Linked DNA regions of Mus musculus: all the other regions are linked to region 1. A link is a contact called in public ChIA-PET data. All regions are on one chromosome and are shown on one strand. The core of a region is the stretch at or near the end of the contact, and the rest is flanking DNA. Distances in the headings are between cores, read along the strand shown. Region 1 has its middle 68 kb from the start of Gm30459. Region 2 overlaps Slco3a1 (solute carrier organic anion transporter family, member 3a1). Region 3 overlaps Slco3a1 (solute carrier organic anion transporter family, member 3a1).

Evidence for each region. ChIA-PET counts read pairs in DNA pulled down with a chosen protein or histone mark.
Region 2: an RNA polymerase II ChIA-PET map of memory CD8 T cells shows a contact between it and region 1, with 38 read pairs. The contact joins two enhancer-like sites. A contact is called at or near these places in 2 of 115 datasets of contacts at active chromatin or transcription factors (double positive thymocytes and memory CD8 T cells).
Region 3: a contact with region 1 is called in an RNA polymerase II ChIA-PET map of memory CD8 T cells, with 102 read pairs. The contact joins two enhancer-like sites. A contact is called at or near these places in 18 of 484 Hi-C or Micro-C datasets (the C2C12 cell line, CD4 T cells, CD8 T cells and 13 more) and 3 of 115 datasets of contacts at active chromatin or transcription factors (CD8 T cells, double positive thymocytes and memory CD8 T cells).

Annotation. Positions count from the first base shown.
Region 1 is chr7:74,695,612-74,700,165 of GRCm38.p6, reverse strand. It overlaps the pseudogene Gm7726. Among named protein-coding and RNA genes, the nearest start is that of Gm30459, 68 kb to the left of the region's middle. Within about 2 kb of position 2,000, at least 26 of the 459 cell types and tissues checked have an H3K27ac peak or open chromatin away from gene starts, as enhancers often do. A contact at or near this core is called in CD8 T cells, LSK cells, Th1 cells and 3 more, where this site is marked.
Region 2 is chr7:74,339,002-74,343,555 of GRCm38.p6, reverse strand. The region is part of intron 4 of Slco3a1 (solute carrier organic anion transporter family, member 3a1); the gene reads left to right. Among named protein-coding and RNA genes, the nearest start is that of Slco3a1, 210 kb to the left of the region's middle. Within about 2 kb of position 1,950, at least 54 of the 459 cell types and tissues checked have an H3K27ac peak or open chromatin away from gene starts, as enhancers often do. A contact at or near this core is called in double positive thymocytes and memory CD8 T cells, where this site is marked.
Region 3 is chr7:74,425,454-74,430,007 of GRCm38.p6, reverse strand. All of the region lies in intron 2 of Slco3a1 (solute carrier organic anion transporter family, member 3a1), which reads left to right. Among named protein-coding and RNA genes, the nearest start is that of Slco3a1, 130 kb to the left of the region's middle. Within about 2 kb of position 2,762, at least 23 of the 459 cell types and tissues checked have an H3K27ac peak or open chromatin away from gene starts, as enhancers often do. A contact at or near this core is called in CD8 T cells, LSK cells, Th1 cells and 2 more, where this site is marked.

The sequences.
Region 1 (4,554 bases), core at 751-3,250:
GTGATACCCCAGTCAGAAGCACTGGATTTTCCTCCTGGCCACATGCAGCTCATTGTAGAAGGTATGATGGTAGACCCTTCCAATTGGTGACAATGCAGTATTCAATAGGGTACATCAGGATCAAGATACTTCTCTTGATCTTGTCCTCATATCTGACATAGGAGTCCTTCTGTCTACTGGCTACCATGACACCCTAGTGTCATGGGTACTAGTCAATGAAGGAAAACATGGCTCTGCAGGCATGTTTTTCAGCAAAATCAGCTTTGCACATGGCAGAGTCATTGTCACTGATGACCACAGTGACTTCTTCCATTGAAATCAGCATAGGACCAGGCAATGGAGCAGCAAAAGGACATGCAGTGAAGATAGTTGGCAGTGAATAAGTCACTTTTTTGTTCTTTAAAGATATATTTATTTATTTTATAAATATGTATGTGCCTGGTACAACCACTCTGGAAATCAATTTGGCAGTGCCTCAGAAAATTGGACATAGTACTACCAGAAGATCCAGCAATATCACTCCTGGGCATATACCCAGAAGATGATCCAACTGTTAAGAAGGACACATGCTCCACTATGTTCATAGCAGTCTTATTTATAATAGCCAGAAGCTGGAAAGAACCCAGATGTCCCTCAACAGAGGAATGGATACAGAAAATATGGTACATTTACACAATGGAGTACTATGCAGCTATTAAAACCAATTAATTTATGAAATTCTTAGACAAATGGGATGGATCTAGAGGATATCATCCTAAGTGAGGTAACCCAATCACAAAAGAACACACATGATATGCACTCACTGATAAGTGGATACCCAAGATACAATTTGCAAAACACATGAAACTCAAGAAGAAGGAAGTCCAAACTGTGGATACTTCGATCCTTCTTAGAAGGGGGAACAAAATACCCATGTAAGGAGTTACAGAGATAAAGTTTGGAGCAGAGACTGAAGGCATGACCATCCAGAGACTGCCCCACCTGGGGATCCATCCTATAAACAATCACCAAACTCAGACACTATTGCAGATGCCAACAAGAGCTTGCTGAAAGGAGCCTGATGTAGCTGTCTCCTGAGAGGCTCTGCCAGTGCCTGGCAAATACACAGTTATCCACTGGACAGAGCACAGGGTCCCCAGTGAAGGTGCTAGAGAAAGAACCCAAGGAGCTGAAGGGGTTTGCAGCCCCAAAGGAGAAACAACAATATGAACTAACCAGTACCCCCAGAACTCCCTGAGACTAAACCACCAATCAAAGAAATCACATGGTGGGACTCAGGGCTCCAGCTGCATAAGTAGCAGAAGATGGCCTAGTCATTCACCAATGGGAGGGGAGGCCCTTGGTCCTGTGAAAGTTCTATGCCCTAATATAGGGGAATGCCAGGGCCAGGAAGCAAAAGTGGGTGGGTTGGTGAGCAGGGGGACGGGGGAGGGGATAGGAAATATTCGGAGGGGAAACTAGGAAAGGGGATAACATTTGAAATGTAATAAAAGAAAATAATAAAAAAGAACAAAAAGTTAAAAAATATATTTATTTATTTTATTAATATGTGTGTGCCTGAGTATGTATATTTATATGTGTGTGTGTGTGTGTGTGTGCATGAGTGTGTGTGTGTGTGTGTGTGTGTGTGTGTGTGTGTGTATGTATGCATACTTGCCCTATATATGTAAGTGCCCTGAGTCTAGAAGAGAGCATTAGATCCTCTGAAACTCTAGTTATCACGCAGTTACATGATGTGGGTCCTGGAACTGAACCTGGGTCCACTATAAGAGCAGTAGATGCTCTTAACTGCTGAGCTGTCTCTGCAGCCCTCACCATTTCTTTCTTCATCCACCTTGATCCCCAAAGCACCTAAGCTTAGGATTGAGGAGTGGCTTCCTAGCATAATTTTCCATCACACTGTTCATTTTCAACCCTCCATTTGGCTCTAACACTGCCATTTGATTCTCTATATTAATCTCTCTGCCTGATCTGTAGCTTGGTTTCTTTTTCTTCCTGTTTGAGCTTGAAGAGAGTCATGGTCTCCTTCTGTCATAGACCCACAAATGACCTTGAAATGTTCAGCTCTCACCTAAACATCCATTGTTTCTGTCTGCTCCCCACACCACATTAGACATCAGCAAGTTATTTCTCCCATTATCAGTGAATGAGATCTCCTTCCCCTCCCTGTCCCTTGTCCCTTTCCCTCTCCCCCTCCCCCTCCCCCTTCCTCTCTTTCTTTCTCTTTCATTTTTTCACACAGCTCAGCCTCTGCACCTCGATAATCTTCCTCATCTTGAGGTTTCCCTTTTGCTTAAATTCATTATTCTGACAGTGTCTGTGCTCTTTTTCTAATCACTGTTGGCCGCACAGCTCCGATTTAAGAAGAGGGTCCACACTGATTGTTTCTGTCTGAGTTAGGGCCATGACTGCTGCCATCACGTTTTATAGGAACAGAAAATTTGGTCTCTAAGAAAGTGTACGCATACAATGCATCTTGCAAAGGGCAAACGTGCTAAGACAAGGCACCATTTAAGAACACAATTGGTGCTTTGGTAGGTGTTGTATGCAGCCCATTCTCTGGAGTTAATTAGCTCTTTATCTTCCTGGACTGACTATATTTCAGGTTCACCCAGTCTATATTTTTCTCAACCTTTGTTCCAGTTGTTCATTGCTTTGCTCTGTGTTATTTCATTGCTCCTGGCCAGTAATGTCAAGTCACAGAGTAAACTAGAAGAAAAAAACGATGGTGATTAGGATGGTTGCTATGGTAGCTTCCACTATTTTTGGAGCCTTCGAAGTATACAGTAGACCCTTTTCTAGTTTCTTTATATGTATTAATATGGAAGCTTCCCAGAAAAACCCAATGATAGGAGCATAGCTGGTATTCCAATATTACACTATAACAGAAGTACTGTGTTTAAATAGCTTATCCAAGTTGTACTGCTAAAGGGAAGTTGGATGTGAAAGAGGGGCACAAAGTTCCAAAAGAATTCACAGGTTTACGTGCATGAGATTGCTCTTGTCATATCAGAGGTCACAGCTCATACTGCAGCCTGTATCGGTGAGAGCAGATCCTAGCAAGAGTGACTGTGTCGAGTCTGGAGAGCAGCTGAAGAGATGGGAGAAAGTATAAAAGTCAAAAGGAACCAACTTTGTAGAGGAGAGAAAATATAACTGACGGTCAGCCAGGTGGGAACAACTGTTCTATACCTTGTCCCAAGAGGTAAAAGACTGGTCAGGATTGTCATAATTGTCATAATTTCCAATTGTGGTTTTATGACCTGTTATTTCTTCCTGTTTTCACAGAGCTCTCAGACTGGCAAGTGGCGACTGCAAGGCAAAGGAACAGACGCTCACAGTGAACTATGGAAGTGCATGTTGGTGCTAAATCATCCTAAACATTGTTCACAGCCTTGAGAGTCACAGAGTGAATGAGGGCTTCGGCAAGAGGGCTTGTTGTTACTTTTCTGCCATTTCAAATACTTAAAAGCCTGTCAGTAATAGGTTTCGAAAAGTGCGTATAAATAGTGGCCATTCTTAAATTGTCCCCCAATGTGGTTGTTCCAATAAAAAGGAGCACCATAGGCTTATAGGGAGTAGCTGTATTAGAAGGTGTGGCCTTGTTAGAGCAAGTCTGTTACTAGAGGTTGCCTTTGAATCCAAACCCAGGGTTTCTCTTTCTGCTGCCTGATGATTCATATGCAGAGCTCGAGGCTCCTTCTCTAGCATCACATCTGCCTGCATGCTGTTATGTTTTCCGCCATGGTGACTATGGACTAAACCTCTGAACTGCCTAAGTCAGCATTAGTTAACTGTCTTCTATAAGAATGCCCATGGCCATGGTGTCTCCTCCCAGCAATAAAATCCTAATTAAGACCCAACAAAGGTCCAGATGGTGAGTCCTACTCATCTCCAAACACCAGTTCATCTAATTCCTCTTAGGAAAGTCTGCTGTGCCCATGCTGAGTAGGGCACACCTTTCCCTGACCTCTGTGGCACTCTGTGCTTCCCTATGATAAGGGTGCCTGTTTATCCTGATTGGAGAATCAGAAGCAAATAGCAATAGCCAGACACTAGATTTTGCCACTTGCCCTGGCTCCTCACTTCATTTGGTATTGACAGCTTTGCATGCTGAACCTTGACTCTGAGCCTGGCCACACATGAAACTTACTTTGGCCAATTCATTAAGCTAAAATATCATTAACAAACTTTATTTAAAGTCATGGGAATTGCAGTTGGGAAACATGGGCTCGGGTATGGCTGGATGAGTGGTCCAACAATGTTTAAAGGCTGCAGGGCCATTGAAGGGACAAAGATAAAAGAAGTCCCACAAGTTACATAGAAGAGGTGGCTAGTGCAGAAAAGCTATTCTCATGCTAGGCCATATATCATTATCGATCCTGGGTTATACATGACTGATTGACAGGGAGAGCTGTAGGTAAAGAATGTATTTGTGACAGTTACAGCTGTCATTAAAAATATTGGTGGCCTTCCCATACTTAGTCCAATCCAAACACTCCATCCCTGGGTACAGGTCAAAGGTTTATTTCTTCAGGTAGCAATGTGATAATT
Region 2 (4,554 bases), core at 701-3,200, 360 kb after region 1:
AGCTGTCATAGCAATAGCATTTTGATAAAGCAGACTTCAGACAAACAAATACTTAGGGTTATTAAGCCACAGGGTCACCCTCAAGTGAGAGGCTGCCAAACCCGGGCATAATTTTGGATCTCAACATGCCACCAAATCTCTTTCCTTTAAGTCTTGGCTCTGAGATGCTTCTGCCCCGATGAGCCCACACTTGAGGTACCCTCACCATCGCTGTCATCCTAATGCCTAGTACTCTTCGTTCCTCCCCCTTCATGCCAACAGGTTATATGTTGACAACTGGCATGACCCTGGCATGTAGCTGTACAGTATGTGGGAAGAATTTATGAAAAGCTATCTAGAGGGAAGAATAGCTCAATGAGACAGCAGTAAATAATCTAGAGCCAACAAGGTAGCTCATTGGATAAAGATGCTGCTGCTGAGCCTGACTGCTTGAGTGTGATCCCCAGAACTCATGGATAGACAAAAAACAAAATAAAACTGTGTCTAACAACTTTTTTCTCTGAACTTATGGATATGTGCATGTGTACACACACACACACACACACACACACACACACAAATGAATAAATGTAAATTTTTAATTAAATCTAAATACAAATCAGTCATATTTATAAAATAAACACTCAATGTCATTACCATTTGCATGTTAAATCTCACACCCACCATGTGTGATATGCATAGGCATGCTTTTATAGAGACATGTGTAGTGGTTTCTGTTACTGCTTTCAATGTCACTTCAATAGTTTTGTATTTCATTGTAAGTTGTCTTCTTGATCACCTGGGAAGCCTCAATGGACAGGATCTGGGTCCCCAGTGAAGTGATCTGTCCCCCTTCATCTTCTGGCTCTATGCGGTTTATGTAATGCATCGGTAATTCTCCCTCTTGGCTCTTTTTCTGTCTGGGATATCCTTTCTCCTTTGGTTCACTTTTGGGCTGTCAGCTATATTGTGCTTGGATATCTATCATCCACATCCACTTGGCCTCTGCAAAGTCCCTACTACTACATTACCATTGTAGTCTTATACAGCCAGGATGGCAGTCTCCATCTACTCCAGAGCAAAGCTCTCATTCATCTGTTCATTTGCAGGGCATGGCAGTGCCTGACACAGAAGTGGTGGCCAATTTAATGAACGAAGTAACCAATAAGTACACATGCGTGTGCACACACACACACACACACACACACACACACAAGCAGGGCCTGGGAGCATGACCCAGTGAATGGACTTGTTGCACAAGTCTTAGGGCCTGAGTTCAGATCTCTAGCATCCACATAAAAAGCCAGGCACAGTCACATACACCCGTAATCAGGAAACCAAGGCAGGAAGAGCCACAGTCAATCTAGCTGTGAATCAGCAAGTCCCAGATGCACTGAAAGACTATCTCAAAAGATAAGGCAGAAAATAGTAGAGGAAGATACTCAACATCACCTTCTGGCCTCTACAAAGGTATACAACACACACATACACACACACATGCGCACACGTGCACACACACACACACGCGCGCGCACATGCGCACACACACACACACACACACATGCACAGACACACACATCACCACCAACACATACACACAAACACACACACACATACACACACACACAAACACACACAGGCATGCACGCATCACCACCATCAAAAACAGCAACAAAAAAATGTTTGTTCTTATCTATATCTCAGGGAATCTCTCTAGCTCTGTAAGCCATTAGTACTGTTTTACAGATATGGAAATCAAACTTAGAGATGGAAAGAAAAGACATTTGAATCACCGTGAAGAAAAACAGTGCCTGTCTCCTTAAGCTTGGCGTGGGGCTGTCCTTCTGGCTGAATAAGCTCTGCTAAAAAACAAGTACTGTCACCAGGTGCTAAGTGACCTTTCCATGCAGCGTACTAAAACCACCTCCTGAGGCAGCACAGATGTCCCCTAAAACAGTGTGTCATCAAAGGGTCTGCAGCTGCAAGGGGAGGAAGCTTCTGCTCCCAGTTAGCACTGGCGGGTTCTGACTAGTGGGGATCCTGTAGCTGCCTGTTTCCAGGCTCAGAATCCTCAGGGCAAGTTCCTGACTTTGATCTTGGAGAGGGGCAGAGAAGCTGAGCACTCTTGTCTCAGCCCTTCACCCTGACAGACAAGTGGCCTCTCAATATCCTTGAAAAGACTTCTGAAGCCCTGTGGACTTCCTCTAGTGGAGCCTCACTGTGAGAGGAGCAAGCTCTGCCTTAACTACCACACCCTGGCCCAGCCCAGCCCAGCCCAGCCCAGCCCAGCCCTGCCTCCATCAGTGTGATCTGCCCAGGGCCCCTGACCTACACCTGTCATTAGCAGCTGGGTGGAGCTTAGAATCATCACTGAAACAGGTCTCTGGTGAGCAGAGGATGTTCCAAAAAGGAAGACCCACCCTGAATGTAGTCAGTTCCATCCCAGGAGCTCAGCCCCAGACTAAATCAAAAGACTTATCCTCTCTGCTTCCTCACTGTGGAAACAATGCGCCCAACTGGTCGCCTCTCATGCCCACTGCAGTTGCTTCCCAAGGCTGCCAAGGTACCCTCCAATGGAGAGACAGCAGAAACCCTTCTTCCTTCGAGGCACTTCAGTCACTTGTTTTGTCACAGCAACCAGAAAAGTAAGTGATACAACATCTGATCATGCTGCCACCTGCCACTTAAAGGGACAGTGGCAAAGCCCTGCTGTGGCTCCTCTGACTTCGTTCCACACCTACCTCATTCTGCCATGTCCCCACCACCACCCCGCTCTCCTTACAAACACCGCCTAGTTTTCTGCCCGCTTTTTCCTTCCTGTGCTCTTTGCTGAAGTTCACTTCCGGTCTTGGACATCAGCTTCCTTTTTTCTGAAGTACAGCTTCCTGACTTCTTCTTTCATGGCCTCATTTTACTTTCTGCTAGGTGAAGTATCCCTTCCCCTATACCTCTGTGAAGGCAGAGACATTTGCATTTTGTTTGCCACCTAGTACTCCATTCTGTGGTAAGAGGAGGAGTTAGGGGATCATGGAAGGGACATTACCAGGCCCAGCTCGACTTCGTTCTCCTGAAACACCCTGGCCAGACCTGCTCCAACCCACCCAGCTCTGGCTTCTGCATGGCCCCGCTGTGAGCATGTGGGAAGAGCTACACATGTCTATGTGCTACCACAACCCACAAGTGACCCACCTGTGTCAGGAAGGGTCTGCTGGACCTCGCTCCAGTCCTGACTTCTTCCATTCCTTTTCAGCTCAGTGGTTGGATTCAGCAACATTTTTCTTATTGAGGAGCCTGCACCTCTCATTCGAGTGTGTTCACGAGGAACCTGGTAGTCTAAGCAGGCTCATGCTGCCTGCTTGATGCTATCTATTATACAATTTGTCTCTAGAGCTGACTTCTCTCCTCCTGTAGATATGTTGAAAAATCTGCATTTTGCTTCCATAGTGAAAGAAGCAGTCTACCTTCCCAAACATCTTGAGCCAGGCTGTGCCCACACCCTGCTGTGTCACAGGAGTTCGGTTATGACTCCTCAGGGACCAGGCTGGTCCATGGGTTCAGAATTTTGTTGTTGATGGTGGTGGTTTTTTGTTTGTTTGTTTGTTTGTTTGTTTGTTTTTTATCATACCTGCTGGGACCAGCAGTGAGGGGGGGACATGTCCCTTAATGTGCTGCTCTCCTCTGGCTGTTTTAGCAAGGCCAGTGAGACAAACATGAGAGGGCACCCAGCATGAGGCCAGGCATGGTTAACATGTCAGAATGTCTGTTGAATGAATAAGCAAAGGGAATAACGAAAAGGTAGTAGCATTTTGCAGAGGAGGATCCATGAAACTGATCAACAATACCATGAAGGGAAAGCAGTGGCTATCCAAACAAGTAGAAGCCTGTTTGTGATCTTCTCAGAGTTTAGGGGGAAGAGGCAAGTTCATAGGTGTATGCAGATAGGCATGCACATCCGTGCACATAAATGTAAAAGCCAGAGTTCACCCTCGTGTGTCATTCCTGTAGAGCCATCTGTGGTTTGTGTTGTTGTTTGTCTTCTGTATTGTTTGGGTTTTCCAGATGGGCCCTTCTCTAGCCTGGGACTGGTAGATTTATTTATTTATCTAACCAGCCAGACACAGGGAGAGCACTGTTTGTTGCTACCTTCCAGGTGCTATGATGACAAGCGTGCTGTCTTAATTAGGGTTATTATTGCTGTGATGGAACCCCATGACCAAGAGCAAGTTGAGGAGGATAAGGTTTAATTTAGTTTATAGTTCCATATCACTGTTCATCGATTGAAGGAAAACAGGACAGAAATTCCAGGGCAGGAACCTGGAGGCAGGAACAGATGCAGAGGCCATGGTGGGGCGCTGCTTACTGGCTTGTGCCCCCATGGCTCACTCAACCTGCTTTCTTGTATAACACAGGACCACTAGCCCAGGGATGGCACCTCCCATCCATCACTACTTAAGAAAATGCCGGGCTGGTGAGATGGCTCAGTGGGTAGGAGCACCCGACTGCTCTTCCGAAGGTCCGGAGTTCAAATCCCAGCAACCACATGGTGGCTCACAACCATCTGTAACAAGATCTGAT
Region 3 (4,554 bases), core at 1,513-4,012, 270 kb after region 1:
AGCCTAAACGCCATCTTTTCCAAAAAGCAAATCATCATTGAATAGCATCAGTCATGGTCAGGAAGGCAGATAAACACTCTGTCTACCAATAGGAACACTATTTCAGCTTCAGGGATGCCCTTTGAAGAGATTTCATGGATTTCTTGATGGGTACAATTATTCTGGACCCTATCAGAGATGGAAGTCATTCATCAGGATAACCAAAAATATATCATGTATGATTTTTTTGTTTGAAGTGACATTTGTATACTTCCAAGTTTCACAGCACCAACTTTTTTTTTCCTTCTCAGTGATCCCAGCCATCATTCCAACAAAGATCAGGGGCTACATCAGCATCACATTTATGCTTCACTGAGCCATCTCTTGGGTTACAGTTTGAAAGTCTGTGAGCCTCTGTCTCACCACATTTTATAGAACTACTGCCACAGGATTGAAATAAATGAGAGTCAGTTCTGTGGGGCTATCAGCTAGCACATACCATCACCTCCCTGTTGGCAGAAACGATGCCATCCCCATCCTTCTGCCGCTTTAGGAGTCTGACTAGATGGCTCTGGTCCAGGGCAGTGTCCTGGGCTTACATCCTCTAAGGAGTTTCCAGAGTGTTTTGCTGAGGTCAGCAAGGCCTCTCTGGTACAGCTTTCTGCTTCTCATACAGCATACCCAATAAGTAAATAAACCAGAAATAGTTGTGTATATTTAAAAGCGAGAAGGCCAACACCAAGCCAGCAAGAGCTTGGGTGTATCCACCATTCAGTAACACGTGATATCCAGCAGATGTCCAGATAGCTAAAAGTCTCACTTCCCCACCATTTAAATAGCAGTGCTCACCTCTTTTAAGGGCTTGAATGAGAAGGCACCCTATAATAAGGCTTCTCCCCAACTACCAACTCCATCAGCATTGTCGACTGTAGCTGAGGCATTGTGGTGAAGACCACAGAGAATGCAGTCTATGTCAAAGGGACAGTACAAAGCATGAATCACAAATTATACATTCTCAATGCCCCACGTTACAAGTAACAGTAATTAAAGAACATGCTTTATAAAGGTGAGCATCCCATACAAGTCCCTTCCCTATCCTGCTGCTCATGGACAGTCGGCGGGATGGAGAGAAGCACCTGCTGCCAGCCCTCTGCTTTTGACTCTAGCTGCATCCTATAGGCCTGGAATTGAGCAGACAGTAAACAAGAGCAGGTGTTTGTCCCCCTGCAGAACAAACTACCATGGGATACTTTAGTGTCCCTTTCTTTGTACATCCCTAGCACCCAGCCCAGGATCTCAGAAACGTTTTTGGTGAATTTTGATCCTGCAGGCCCTCAGGATCAATGCTCAAATGATATTTGTAAATCTACTCAGTATTTCCCCATCGTGTTCCTGGCATCATTATTGTCGGAAGGGACTGCATTAAAACATCAACCGGGAGATATATGGCCTCCATAAAGGTCCCTCTGGAGAGGGCTGATGCCAATTACCATAGGAAAGGCTTGAGGAATGTCTGTACCAAAAAAAGCCAGTTTAGCAGCAGTCAACCCAGTGTTCTCATCCCTTTTCGATCTTCCCCAGGACACTTACTAATAGCTCCTGCATATTGGGAACCATCCATCAGCCGCTTACTGATTGCTATTGGTCCACCATCATAAATCTTTATGCATCTTTTTTGTAATGAGTGAACATCTACCATGACTAGAATTTGATCTAGGCCTTCGCTTCTAGTTAGAATACATCAACCATTCTTGGCTACAAAACAAATTTTATTTAATTTGTCTCTCCCTTAACTTTGTTGTTAGCAGTTATACAATGTTTCATTTTTTTCCCACAGAGGAGGGTTCTTTTTTTTTTTTTAATCTCTTGAAACAATAATAGCTTTGTTGAGTTAAGTCCCATGCGCAGTTGTAAATGAGGGGATGGGAGCCCCTGGACAGTCCCTGGAGCCTCTCAAGCTTTTGTCATCCATTGTTTTCAGATAGTCAACATGGCGGTTGCCAGTGTATCTAGAGTGCCCCCCCCCAACATTTTCATTGTCAAGCAGCAACTCCAAGCCACTCTTCTGCCTTTCTGTGATGCCACAGCAGCCAACTTTGAGCTGTCTGCCTGTAACATAGAAGCTAGAGTGAGCCCAATACAACACTGGTTTAGGTATGGTTTGATTTGGGATTTTTGTCCGTACTACAAGGTACATGTGTTAAAATCTTAGTCTCCTGGCTAGAGGTATCAAGAGATGCTCTGTCAAGTAGGGCCTTATGGGAAGTCCTGATGTCACTAGGGATATACCCACCCCAGAAGGGATTATGGGTCTATACCCATTGTCCTCTCTCTGCTCCAGTTCAACATGTGAACCCTGAATTACAACATTTTCGCCCTATGATGTGCCACCATCTGTCACCTTCCTCTAAGAACAACCCTTTGAGATCTCATATTGACCTTGAAACTTCCAGAACTCTGAGATAAGTGAACTCCTCTGTGCACCAGAGTGGCTTTCATCAGATATTTTGTTTTAATGATGGAAAGTTCACTGCTTCATCCCTAAATGCCAAAGTTCTTATCAATATACAATTGAGGCCTCTCTTGAGCAAGGTTACCTGCCACTCTCTAAGGCTTCCACTGTGATAAAGCATCATTATGCTTCCTGTTCTTCTAGAATGTTCCAGAAATGGTACTGCCTGATAACATTATATTTTCTTCCCTTTCTGCCAGGGACACCTTGCTCTGATGTTCAAGTGGTTCATTTCCTCACTTATGTCTGGTGTCTGTCACTTGCCATGGTATCAGACAGGATTTCCTGTGCCACCGTGTAAATTAACTGCTCTCCTCCCAACCCTTCAGCAACAGTTAGTGGCTAACTTCTTCCCTGCTTTTTATTAACCCCTTGAATTTTAGCTGTGTGGGGTGTCAACTTGGTCATCTGTTTACTGTCTTTCTCCTTTTACCATGGGGATGTCAGCTGTGTAATACAGGAGACTGGCTTTGCTCTCAGCAGTGTGCTGAGCTCCTGCAGTGTTGCTAGATGGGCTGGCTGAGATCAGGGCCTGATTGCTGCTCAGAGGGTTGGTCATCACCTGTAGATGCTGATGCGACCAGGATCTGTTACAAGCAACATCTGGGAATGTCATGAAATGTCTCAGTTAGTGTAACCTAGAACAGCTTAGCCTTCCAGCGTTCCCCAAGTTCAAAGGGGAAGCCTGTCAGAACTGAGGTAAGGTTCAAGGACTCATCATGATTTGGGTATGGATTGTAACCTTGGGATGGAGTGGAGGGAGACAGTACAGAGACTGAAGGAAGAGGAGAAAGGCAGAAGACAAATCCCTGAATAAGTGGGCCAGGAATGCCAGTAACACCTCATTGCTCAAGATAGGTGTCCTTTATTAGCAAGTGTCATTTATGGCAGGTACGCTGTGTACCAAGGACCAGTGTTTGTTCTTACTGCCTCGCACACATGATTGCTGTGCCTTCCTTTTGGGTTCACACCTTTGAGATTGGAACAGTTCTACCTTAACTAGGTATCTTACCCAAAGATATCAGTTTGGGTACCAGAAAAGAACAGGGTTTGCACTTTTTGCCTATTGGTGTCCTTGCAATGAAGCATGCGCAGAGGAAGTGTAGATCTCTAAGATTATTTCCTGTCCCTGATGTTCTAGTCTGGGAATATTATCACTTTAAAACCAAAGGACTGTCTGTGTCATTCTGGCTGTGACTTGATATAAAACACTAACAAAATCTATACGTAGAGTAGGCATGAGCTCTGAACAGTGGTACCAGAATTGGTTACCCATGGAGAGCATGTTGATGCAGTGAAATGCCTTATCTAGCTAGTATTCTTTCTGTTCTTTGACTGCTTCTCTCAGGCTTAGGGGGTACTTGAAGGTTGCATTCCAGTCTCAGTATACTCACAGGGTGCTAGAGAGAGTGCTAACTTGTTACAGAGAAGTGGCCAAACAACTTTTCTGTAGTTTATGAGGAAGAAAGTATCACCTATCCAGTGTAAAAGTTCAAGTGCAGTTGCAGTTTATCCTTCAAAGCTGCTATAAACCTTCCACTGGAGACCCTAGCTCCCCTGATCCTCCAAGAAATAGTGACCTGGAAGACCTGGGAATGTGGCTTCATGAGAAAGAGGAATTTAAGCCTTAGCTTGACTGGAGGAAGAAAGGGAGGTTGTGGATAGGTGGATGAGACATTATATTGCAGACTTTGAAGCCAGATGATAGAGTAACCACTGCAATGGGGCAAGGCACGGCTGTTCTTAACATAGATGGGAATGAATTTTACACTTTGATTCCTTGAATGTATCCATGTTCTGAGCGGCTGGTGTTGGCATTCCCATTTCACACATAGTAATGTGCAAGCTCATAGATCCTGTAGATGGTACTGAGTCAAGTGGCAAAAACTCCTGTTGAAAAATGTGTTCCTTTTTCTCTCATAGTTCTACACTGAACATGGCCTTGTACTTTGGGCCAGTCACTGAGTTAACTGTTGTAGTGACCGGGCCTCAGACCTTGTGGCCTTTGAGGACAGAGACCCTGATGTGATGGGAAGCCAAATGCTGTGCTGTGTCTCTGTATT